Regions from separate parts of the Mus musculus genome. Here all the other regions are linked to region 3. Evidence: chromatin contacts called from public Hi-C and HiChIP or PLAC-seq data. All regions are on one chromosome and are shown on one strand. The core of a region is the stretch at or near the end of the contact, and the rest is flanking DNA. Distances in the headings are between cores, read along the strand shown. Region 1 overlaps Fbxw7 (F-box and WD-40 domain protein 7). Region 2 overlaps Trim2 (tripartite motif-containing 2). Region 3 holds the start of Tigd4 (tigger transposable element derived 4).

Region 1 (2,873 bases), core at 54-2,553, 270 kb before region 3:
ACGGTAACAAATTCGCATCTTTTAGGTTTTCTTTCAGCTCACTGAATGTCTAGTTCCTCAACTAGCCAACATGATAACTTCTTTCTCTATTAGTGCTTACAAGATTTTCTCTGCAACTAAGCAGCTAGACCACTTACTTAGCTAAATGTGGACTCTTTTATGTTGATTCTGCCTGAACTTCCTGCTTTTGTAGGCTGACACTTCCCCCTGAATTGAGTCTGCAGCCATTATTTATGGTCCTGTGCCATCACAGGCTAGCAATCCTCTCGCAGGCCTCTGACTTGGACTCTTCATCCTCCCATCCTTCCAGTTGATGGCTTTTATTACTCTAAGCTAATTGACTCTCCTCACTGCTAAACACTTGTTTTGTTACTTAATTAACTCTCCTTCCAGACAGCCCTAAAACTCTCTCCTGCATCTTTAAAGTGCCTCTATGCTTTATCTATTCACTCCTAAGTATTCTTCTTGAGCCCTTTGAAAACAGAATTCCTTATGTAAACAATGTAAGAGTCTATCTGGACTTTGCTATAATCTTTCAGAGGAACTTGTGGTTTTAGTGTTGTGAATGGGAACACCAAACTGTCCTTTGCAGCATGTAGCTACTGCCTGTGCTCAGCTCCTTCACCTTTGAGCCACGCCTTCCTATTTATCAGCCTGATACCCTGGCACCTGAGTAGTTTATGGTAGTCAGTGAAAGAACTGGGCAGAGACTGTACTCAGATACATGGCTCACATCCTCTGATGCCATCTTGCCTCAGAGCTTCTTCCCAGCACTTCTTCTATCAGCTTTGTGTTCTGTGAGGCTCTCAGAAAGCTTCTGGCCACATGCCAAATCAGAAGAACATTCTCAGCCAAAAAGTAACAAAGATAAGTCTCCTATGAATCTATTTTCTTTCCAGAACAGAAACCAAAGGCATGCAAAGAAAACTTCAAAAACCCCAGTACTTAGGAAGCAGAGATCTCCAGGATCTGCCAGAGATGCACAAGACCCTGTCTCATCTCAGGTGGAGGGGGAGCTATCATATACAACACAGACTAATATAAATAAACCAATCTCATATAGGAACTGTAGCAGGACCAGCGGGGTCACCTTTATGTAAATGCCGGGAGGGGGCAAGGAGCCGCAAAAGCATATCCTGCAGGAGGACCTAAGTGCGGACTGCCTGAGAGAGCAAGGATTGATGCAGACAGTGCCAGCCAGTCAGGAACTGCTGTTCTTGGGACCAATGGGCATGTGTGTGTAGAGGGTATTAAAGGAGCTTGCAGCAGTTTTCAGAAGAGCTTGCTGCGGTGTTTCTCACCTGCTCCTGGAGCCTGTGTTGTTGACTCTTTACTACCTAACCTCCAACCCCCAAGGGCAGGTAGGGTCGGGTATTGAGTAATCACAGAGTCAAACATAAGAAACAAATGCATGGGGAACTGAAAGACAAATACAGTAGAAATCCTTCCCTTTGTGCTCTGGCCGTCAGATACAAGAAATGCCAGTGTTCTTTATGGACTTAGGGTGAAGCCTATTACAGACCTAAACTATCAATAATGACTTATTTTAAAATGAACGTGTAACTTTGTGCCACACGCAAAGCAAAATGAAAGCTGAGCTCTATCAAGATTAAAACCTTTCACTTCATTCTGCCAGGCAATGGTGTCACGACCTTTAAACCCAGCATTCAGGAGGCAGAGCAGTTAGATCTCTGAGGTCGAGGCCAGCCTGGTCTACAGAGTGAGTTCCAGGACAGCCAGGGCTACAGAGAAACCCATCTGATAAAATGGGTCATTTCTTCCAATGACTTTTTTTTTCAAACTAAAAGGATAATCCATAGAAAAGAAGAAAATACTTGGAACTCTCATACTGAATAAACATCTACTACTCATAACACGTAAAAAAAATGATCACAATTCAAAATTAAAAGTATTTGCTCTGGAAAATGAGCAAAATACTTGAATGGCTCTTTCTTCAGAGACAACAAACGGCCAGTAAGCACCCACAATGAAGTGTCCTTTCACACCAACCAGGAAGACTAAAATACACACATGGCTGCCCATGCGGATGTGGAGACTAGGACCCCAGTGTATTGCTATTTTGACCACTACTTGAAAAGAAACACAAAGGATTAATTCTCAACCCCTCCCCATTCACACATGCTCAAAAGAAGTGAAAATATATATCCACACTAGTTCACAATACACATTACTAACAACCAAAAAAGCAGCTCTATCAACTGATGAAAGGATAAGTAACATGTGGGATACAAAGGAATACCAAGTCATAAAAATGAATTAAGTACTGATATGACACATATCATATGATGCTAAAAATACTGTGCTAAGTGAATGAAGCACAAAAGAACAAATACTAAGTGGTGCATTTTTATAAATAACCAAAACAGGCAAACTCTCGAGCAGAAAGCCCATTACTTGTTGCCAAGAGAGGGAGATGAGGTTAGACAGTAAGGAAAGCCCCCTACGCCTGAGTGGCTGTGAGGAGTGCATAGCTGACAGACTCAGAATCCTGGAAAGTACACAAGTGTGACGTTTTCTGGTGTGTAAACTGTAAGACAATAAAACTGTCACAAATACATTTAGGATGAGATATGCTCCAAAAGCCTACAATGATGACAGCTGGTTCATGTTTAGGAGAGGGCCAAACTAGCCCCTTCTGTGTGATATACTCCAGAGATGAGCCACCACAAGGCACACAGAGTGGAAATCTTCACAGGCATCTTTGCTCTATTAGTTGTTCCTGAATATGCTACAAATTGCAGGTGTATGCTAAACAGAATACTGTAACTGCTGCTCATGTAAGCATGTGCTATAATTGCTATAGAAATATCTTTTGGTTGAAAACTGACTGTTTCAAATACAGATGTTTTTCC
Region 2 (2,991 bases), core at 375-2,874, 400 kb after region 3:
TCTGCTACAAGGACTATCTGGCCATAACCGTTCCGCCAAGACCTTTGCACCATCAATAGTTAACCCAGATGGTTGAAGGGAGATTTAAATAGAGGTGACCCTGAAGGACTCACTTGTTCCTTCATGTTTCCTTTTAAAGGTGATGCAAGCAGCATAGTAAAAAGCGCTTGCATTTAGAGACTGAAGGTATAGGCAGGCTTTGGAGTATTCCTAGGTAGAAGTTAAATAATGACCACTAACAACTCTCCTGTCTCTCAGACTCCCAGAAATAGATTCTGCTCTTCAGTTCATCTCAGAAATCATCCATCAGTTAACCAACCAAAAGGCCAGCATTGTGGATGACATCCACTCCACCTTTGATGAGCTGCAGAAGACTTTAAATGTTCGCAAGAGCGTGCTGCTCATGGAGTTGGAGGTCAACTATGGTCTCAAACACAAAGTAAGGCTCTGCAGTCCTGCAGGCTTCTTGGGGGGGGGGGGAGTGGGGGTGACTGCACTCCCAGCGCCTGCTTACTGCGTTCTAACAGTGGCGGTAGCAGGAATGGACCTACACCACTGTACTTCCTGGGGACCAACAGTGCCCTTTACATTTAGTAGATATTCAACCAAACTCGGATTCCGTGAACTTTCTGTCGCAACTTATAGTTCTCCCTAAGGAGAGGTTGCATATAGAAATGCTTTCAGGGCTTAAGGTCGCCTGGAATGTTTTCCTTCCTTAATTATAGGGTGGAGGAGCCTCTTCACTGCTCTCTCTCTCACCCACACCAACCTGTTCCTCAACTTCAAAGCGAACCTGACTGCCGCCTTTGTTTGGCTCTGCAAGTCTGTTCACCAAGCCAGGGTGGAGAGCTTCGGGTATTCAGGTGTAGAGACTTCTCAAATGGTTGGGTTTTGTTCCCTGAGGTCGTGACTGGCAGCTCTAAACGCTAGGGAAAGGCCACTGGGTAATGACTAATTCGCATCAAGCAGACAATTTGTTTGCTGTTGGTAGCGTCCTTTCTTCTCTTAGCCCCAGGTAAACAGATGACCTAAGAAATGCACGTGTGGGTGAGAGGCAGGGTGAGGCGGAAGGGAAATCTCCAGATGATACTGGAAATGCAACTTAGCGTTCTGCATGGGTTCACTGGGTTAAATGGAATGCAGATGGTTCCGAGCCACCTGAGTGGGCGGGCGTAGAGGTTGGTTCTTTTGGGAGGAGGGCTCTGCCCCAGCTCCTAGCCAAGTGTCCTGCAGGCTGCACGGTGTCCTGTAGGAAGCGCTCGTTGCCTCTGTGTCCCCGGCAGGTGCTGCAGTCGCAGCTGGATACCCTGCTCCAAGGCCAGGAAAGCATTAAGAGCTGCAGCAACTTCACGGCTCAGGCCCTCAACCATGGCACGGAGACGGAGGTGCTGCTGGTGAAGAAGCAGATGAGCGAGAAGCTGAACGAACTGGCGGACCAGGACTTCCCACTGCACCCGCGCGAGAACGACCAGCTGGATTTTATCGTGGAAACGGAGGGACTGAAGAAGTCTATCCACAACCTGGGGACCATCCTCACCACTAACGCGGTCGCCTCTGAGACGGTGGCCACGGGGGAGGGGCTGCGGCAGACCATCATCGGGCAGCCCATGTCCGTTACTATAACCACCAAGGACAAAGACGGAGAGCTGTGCAAGACAGGCAACGCATACCTCACCGCTGAGCTCAGCACCCCGGACGGCAGCGTGGCCGACGGAGAGATCCTGGACAACAAGAACGGCACCTACGAGTTCTTGTATACTGTGCAGAAGGAGGGGGACTTCACCCTGTCCCTCAGGCTCTACGACCAGCATATCCGAGGCAGCCCGTTTAAGCTCAAGGTCATCCGCTCTGCCGACGTGTCCCCCACCACCGAGGGCGTGAAGCGACGAGTCAAGTCCCCGGGGAGCGGGCACGTCAAGCAGAAGGCTGTGAAGAGACCTGCCAGCATGTACAGCACCGGCAAGCGAAAAGAGAACCCCATCGAGGACGACCTGATCTTCCGAGTCGGTAAGGAGTGGGCGCTGTCCCCTGACTCGGTGGCTAAGGGGCTACCTGGCAAGCGCTCCTGCCAATCGGAATCCTGCATTTACGAGCAGGTGGGGAGCTTCTGGTTATTTTGTTGGGCTAGTTTCTGTAGGCTCTTCCCAAATGTTTCTTCTTCCGTTTCCTCCTTTCTTTCCTCCTCCCCTCCCCCCTTTTCCTGATAAATGCAGCCAGTGAGAAGCTGAAACAAGAAGGGGGGGGGGCAGGGGCGGGAGAAAAACCAACAGTACAACGACAATTTTTTAAAAAAGATTCTCACTTTGGTGGGTGTGTCTTTGGAGGACTCCTGTCTAACCCAAATGCAAAGAGCCTTGCGTCTGGCAAATTCTTGTATTTCTGTGAAATCTGTGGGGCTTGGGCGGTGGCAGTCCCACAAACGGAATTCAGATACCTCTCTGCCTCCACTCCTGCAAGGAGTGGGAGATCTGTGGGGGTCAGTCCACAGGGCAAGCTGTGTGGTCAGCCAGCTGTGCAGAGCTGGAAAACAGTGCCTAAGACCTCTGGGTGGAGAAGGAAATGGGTTTGGGCGGGGCTGGGGATGAAGCCCAGAGGTGTAGCCTGGGCTCAGAGACCGGAATGTGGTTGCCCCTCCCTCTGATTTATTACCTGGCGCTTTTTACCTATGTTTGTTTTCACTGCTTGGCTTCCCAAGAGGAAGCGACCTAAAAGTAAACCAAAAAAAAAAAAAAAAAAAAAAAAAAAAAAAAAAAAAAAAAGGGCATTCAGACATTCTTAAGGAAAAGCAAAGCTTGCATTTTGTTTCAGAAAGGACCTGCAGCCTGCCTCGTTCTCCTCGTTCTGTCTTTACCCGCAGCCTGCCTCCCCTACTCCCTCCTGTGTCTACATCACTGGGCCTGAGAGTGCTACTGCACAGTTTGTTAACTGACACACCTAGAAAGGAAATAGACTTTTCTACCACAGAACTTCAGAAACTAGGAATCTGCAGAA
Region 3 (2,985 bases), core at 331-2,830:
TCCTCCTCTTCATCGGAAGTATAAAGACCAGTTTCGTCTTGCTTACTTTCTCCGGCCCACTCGGCATCATCTTTCTGGGTGGCTTCACAAGTCTCCAGGTCCTCATCCAGGGCAGCGTATTCCTCTATGGACAAGCCTTCAAGAAACTCCACTCCTGCCCCCACTGCATGGGCAGTCAGGTCAAGAGCAACAGCAGCATCTGCATTGGCTGTGTCATTTTCTCCCTTTGGAGACCTGAATCCTGCTTCTTCATAGCTTTTAACAATAGTCTCTGGAGTTACAGCTCTCCAGCAGAGATGCAATGTATCAACTGCATCTAGAAGAGAAAATGTAAACTCTTTGCTACTTTCGACTGAACTTAAAAATTTCTTGATAAGACAATGCCGATATTTGATTTTAAGGCTTTTAATAACACCTTGATTCATAGCTGCAAACCCGGAAGACAAGCATGACGGGAAGAATGCCAACTCAATGGACTTTAGGTTTTTCACTTCCGGATGTGCGGGGCAAGAGTCAACAAAAATCACCACTCTTCGTTTCTGGGCTTGGAATTTCTCATCCAGCTTCTGCATCCACTGCTCGAATATGGCTGCGGTCATCCACGCCGTTCTGTTAGCTTCATAGTACACAGGCAATGATTTTATGCCCTTGAAACAACGCGGGGCTCGGTTTTTCCCGATGATCAGCAAAGGGAGCTTCTCAGAGCCATCCATATTTGTTCCGAGTGCCAGCGTTATCCTGTCTTTGCACAACTTTCCAACTGAGCATGTTTCCCCTTTGAATGCAAAAGTATTTGTAGGTAACATTCGATAAAGCAACCCAGTCTCTTTTACATTGAAAACATTTTTAGGATGATAATCATTTAAGTAATAAGGTAGCACATTTTGGTACCACACAGTGGAAGGGTCTATAGATATACCCGTGGCTTCTACGGGTTGTGCTCTGAATACTAAGCCATACCTGGACTTAAAACGATCCAGCCAACCATTGCTGCACTTAAAATCATTGTGTCCCAGCTTCTGGGCAAAATCATTAGCTTTTAGACGCAACATCGGGCCATTAACTGGAACGTTTAGACACTGAGCAATCCGATACCACCTCATCAATGCTTCTTCTAGATCCGTATAAAACGCTGTTCTCAGTCTTTTTCTCTTCGGATCAAATCTCAAAGACTCAAAGGCTTCTAGAACTTTGTCTTTGTTTTTCATAATGGAAGACAATGAATTTTTCTTTATGCCATATTCAGCTGCAATCTCTGCCTTTTTCTTGCCACTTTCCACTGCATTTATGATGTCAATCTTCTCCTCGATGGACAGGCTCTTCTTTTTCTTCACGGTTACGGGCTGAGTCCCGATATCCACAGAGGCTTCTGCCATCTCAGATGCGGCTTGTGCAGACCTTGGCTCTGAGCTCCTGGTGTAAGTTTCCGTAATCAAATTTGGTTTTCAGTAGGATACAGAGCAGGGCTTTCTACCTATCATTTCCTGTATTAAAGTTGGTAAGTACCAACAGTCTCATTCTCTAGGAAAACAACCACTAGATACATCTTTTCCAAAAGTCTGAAGAAAAATTCTATATGCGGTTAGAAGAGGCACCACCTTCTTAGGATCTTGTGTGGCTCAATTTATAGTTCTTCAGAGTTCCAGAAGTCAGGCTAAAATAGGAATGTCATTATGTCAAACCTGCCCAGTCCTGCTGGGGTATTTTTGGAGCTGCAATCCTTTAAGACGATTCATTTTATCCATGCATGTCTTGTACTAAATTCTCCACAGCAGGTTCAGAGATAAGAAACATTAAAAAATGTTCATGGAAAGATATCCCAGCTTAAGTTCTAGTTTCTTCAAGGGTACAGAATGAAAAAAAAAATGGCACACTCCTTCTACTTCTTGAAAATGCCAGGGGAAAAGGCAGAAGTTTAGCAATGTGGAAACTGGATACTGCCATGCTCAGAGCGACAATGAAAAGGAAGGGAAGAAGTTTCTGGAAATGTAGTAACCAAAGCTTCCAGACGGATGCTTGCTTCCCGAATGGCCTCGCCATTAAAAGCTCTGCTCTGTGGCTTGCATCCCCCGCTTGTGCTTTGCAATACATACTTCTAAAGTACATTGGACAAATTTAATCTGCTTTGAAAATTGTTTGTGCATGCCAAAACTAAAGAACTAAAAATGATCCTGGATAGATTCTTGGTGGCTATTTTCTACATGAGGTCACAGACTGTACCCTCTGGCTCTACAAGAAAAAAAATAACTACAGACTGCAGTCATGAGCTCAATTTTTAATAGCACATGGGAGACGGTCTTCTTCATAGGAGTCTGCTAGAAATACTTCATTGAAATACTCAATTCAGGTGATGACTATATTCCATTAAAACGTCTAAACCCTATGCTCCCTCAAAGCTAAATAAAATCCAATAATTTTTACATCAGTTTAGTATAGTCTATGAATATAAACAGGTCAGTGTTGAGAACATGCTTCATAATAAACACGTTGTTAAGGAATATAATGTAGAAAATTATCTAGACTAAAATAAGAGAGTAGAGTGATCATGTTTCTTACCCTTTCAGGCCCTCTATGTTGGTTTGTCTATGTGTGGAAAAGTGACTTGCCATAGTATGGATCTTGAGAAGTGACCACTGTTAGAACTTAAGTGGTCCTGGGTCTTAACCATTAAAGCCTCGGCCGCTTTACCTGTAAAAGGGGAGAAACCACAGGACTGACTTCATACTGCTGCTGTGTACTTAGTAAGGCTCAGTGAATTTCCTAAGAGGCACTCAGAATAGCTTCTCTCTCTCTCTCTCTCTCTCTCTCTCTCTCTCTCTCTCTCTCTCTCTCTCTCTCCCTCCCTCCCTCTCTTTCTCCCTCCCTCTCTCCCTCTCTCCCTCCTCCTCTCTGTCTCACACACACATCTTTGCACATAGACCAGCTGGGCCTCAGACTTGCCATCCTCTTGATTCAGCCTCTCAAGTGTTGGCTAGGTCTAACAAC

What was found. A called contact is a pair of places that touch in the nucleus more often than the background predicts. HiChIP or PLAC-seq counts read pairs in DNA pulled down with a chosen protein or histone mark.
Region 1: an H3K27ac HiChIP or PLAC-seq map of microglia shows a contact between it and region 3, with 7 times the contacts expected there. The contact joins the enhancer-like site here to the promoter of Tigd4 in region 3. A contact is called at or near these places in 12 of 39 promoter capture datasets (the 3T3-L1 cell line, the C10 cell line, HPC-7-derived erythroid cells and 8 more), 3 of 484 Hi-C or Micro-C datasets (bone marrow-derived macrophages, cochlea and cortical neurons), 8 of 115 datasets of contacts at active chromatin or transcription factors (bone marrow-derived macrophages, embryonic stem cells, forebrain and 2 more) and 4 of 9 other capture datasets (adipose tissue, liver, macrophages and 1 more).
Region 2: a contact with region 3 is called in a Hi-C map of CD4 T cells, with 5 times the contacts expected there. The contact joins the enhancer-like site here to the promoter of Tigd4 in region 3. A contact is called at or near these places in 1 of 39 promoter capture datasets (liver), 1 of 484 Hi-C or Micro-C datasets (CD4 T cells) and 1 of 115 datasets of contacts at active chromatin or transcription factors (embryonic stem cells).

What each region holds. Positions count from the first base shown.
Region 1 is chr3:84,865,536-84,868,408 of GRCm38.p6, reverse strand. All of the region lies in intron 3 of Fbxw7 (F-box and WD-40 domain protein 7), which reads right to left. All of the region lies in intron 1 of Gm40080 (a long non-coding RNA gene), which reads left to right. Among named protein-coding and RNA genes, the nearest start is that of Gm40080, 11 kb to the left of the region's middle. Within about 2 kb of position 1,303, at least 22 of the 459 cell types and tissues checked have an H3K27ac peak or open chromatin away from gene starts, as enhancers often do. A contact at or near this core is called in bone marrow-derived macrophages, liver and microglia, where this site is marked.
Region 2 is chr3:84,189,529-84,192,519 of GRCm38.p6, reverse strand. Trim2 (tripartite motif-containing 2) reads left to right here. Exons shown (of 12, transcript NM_001271727.1): 5 at 259-439; 6 at 1,284-2,007. Among named protein-coding and RNA genes, the nearest start is that of Mnd1, 35 kb to the right of the region's middle. Within about 2 kb of position 1,624, at least 97 of the 459 cell types and tissues checked have an H3K27ac peak or open chromatin away from gene starts, as enhancers often do. A contact at or near this core is called in embryonic stem cells, where this site is marked.
Region 3 is chr3:84,592,169-84,595,153 of GRCm38.p6, reverse strand. Tigd4 (tigger transposable element derived 4) reads right to left here and starts at 1,580. Exons shown (of 1, transcript NM_207278.2): 1 at 1-1,580. The coding sequence starts at 1,376.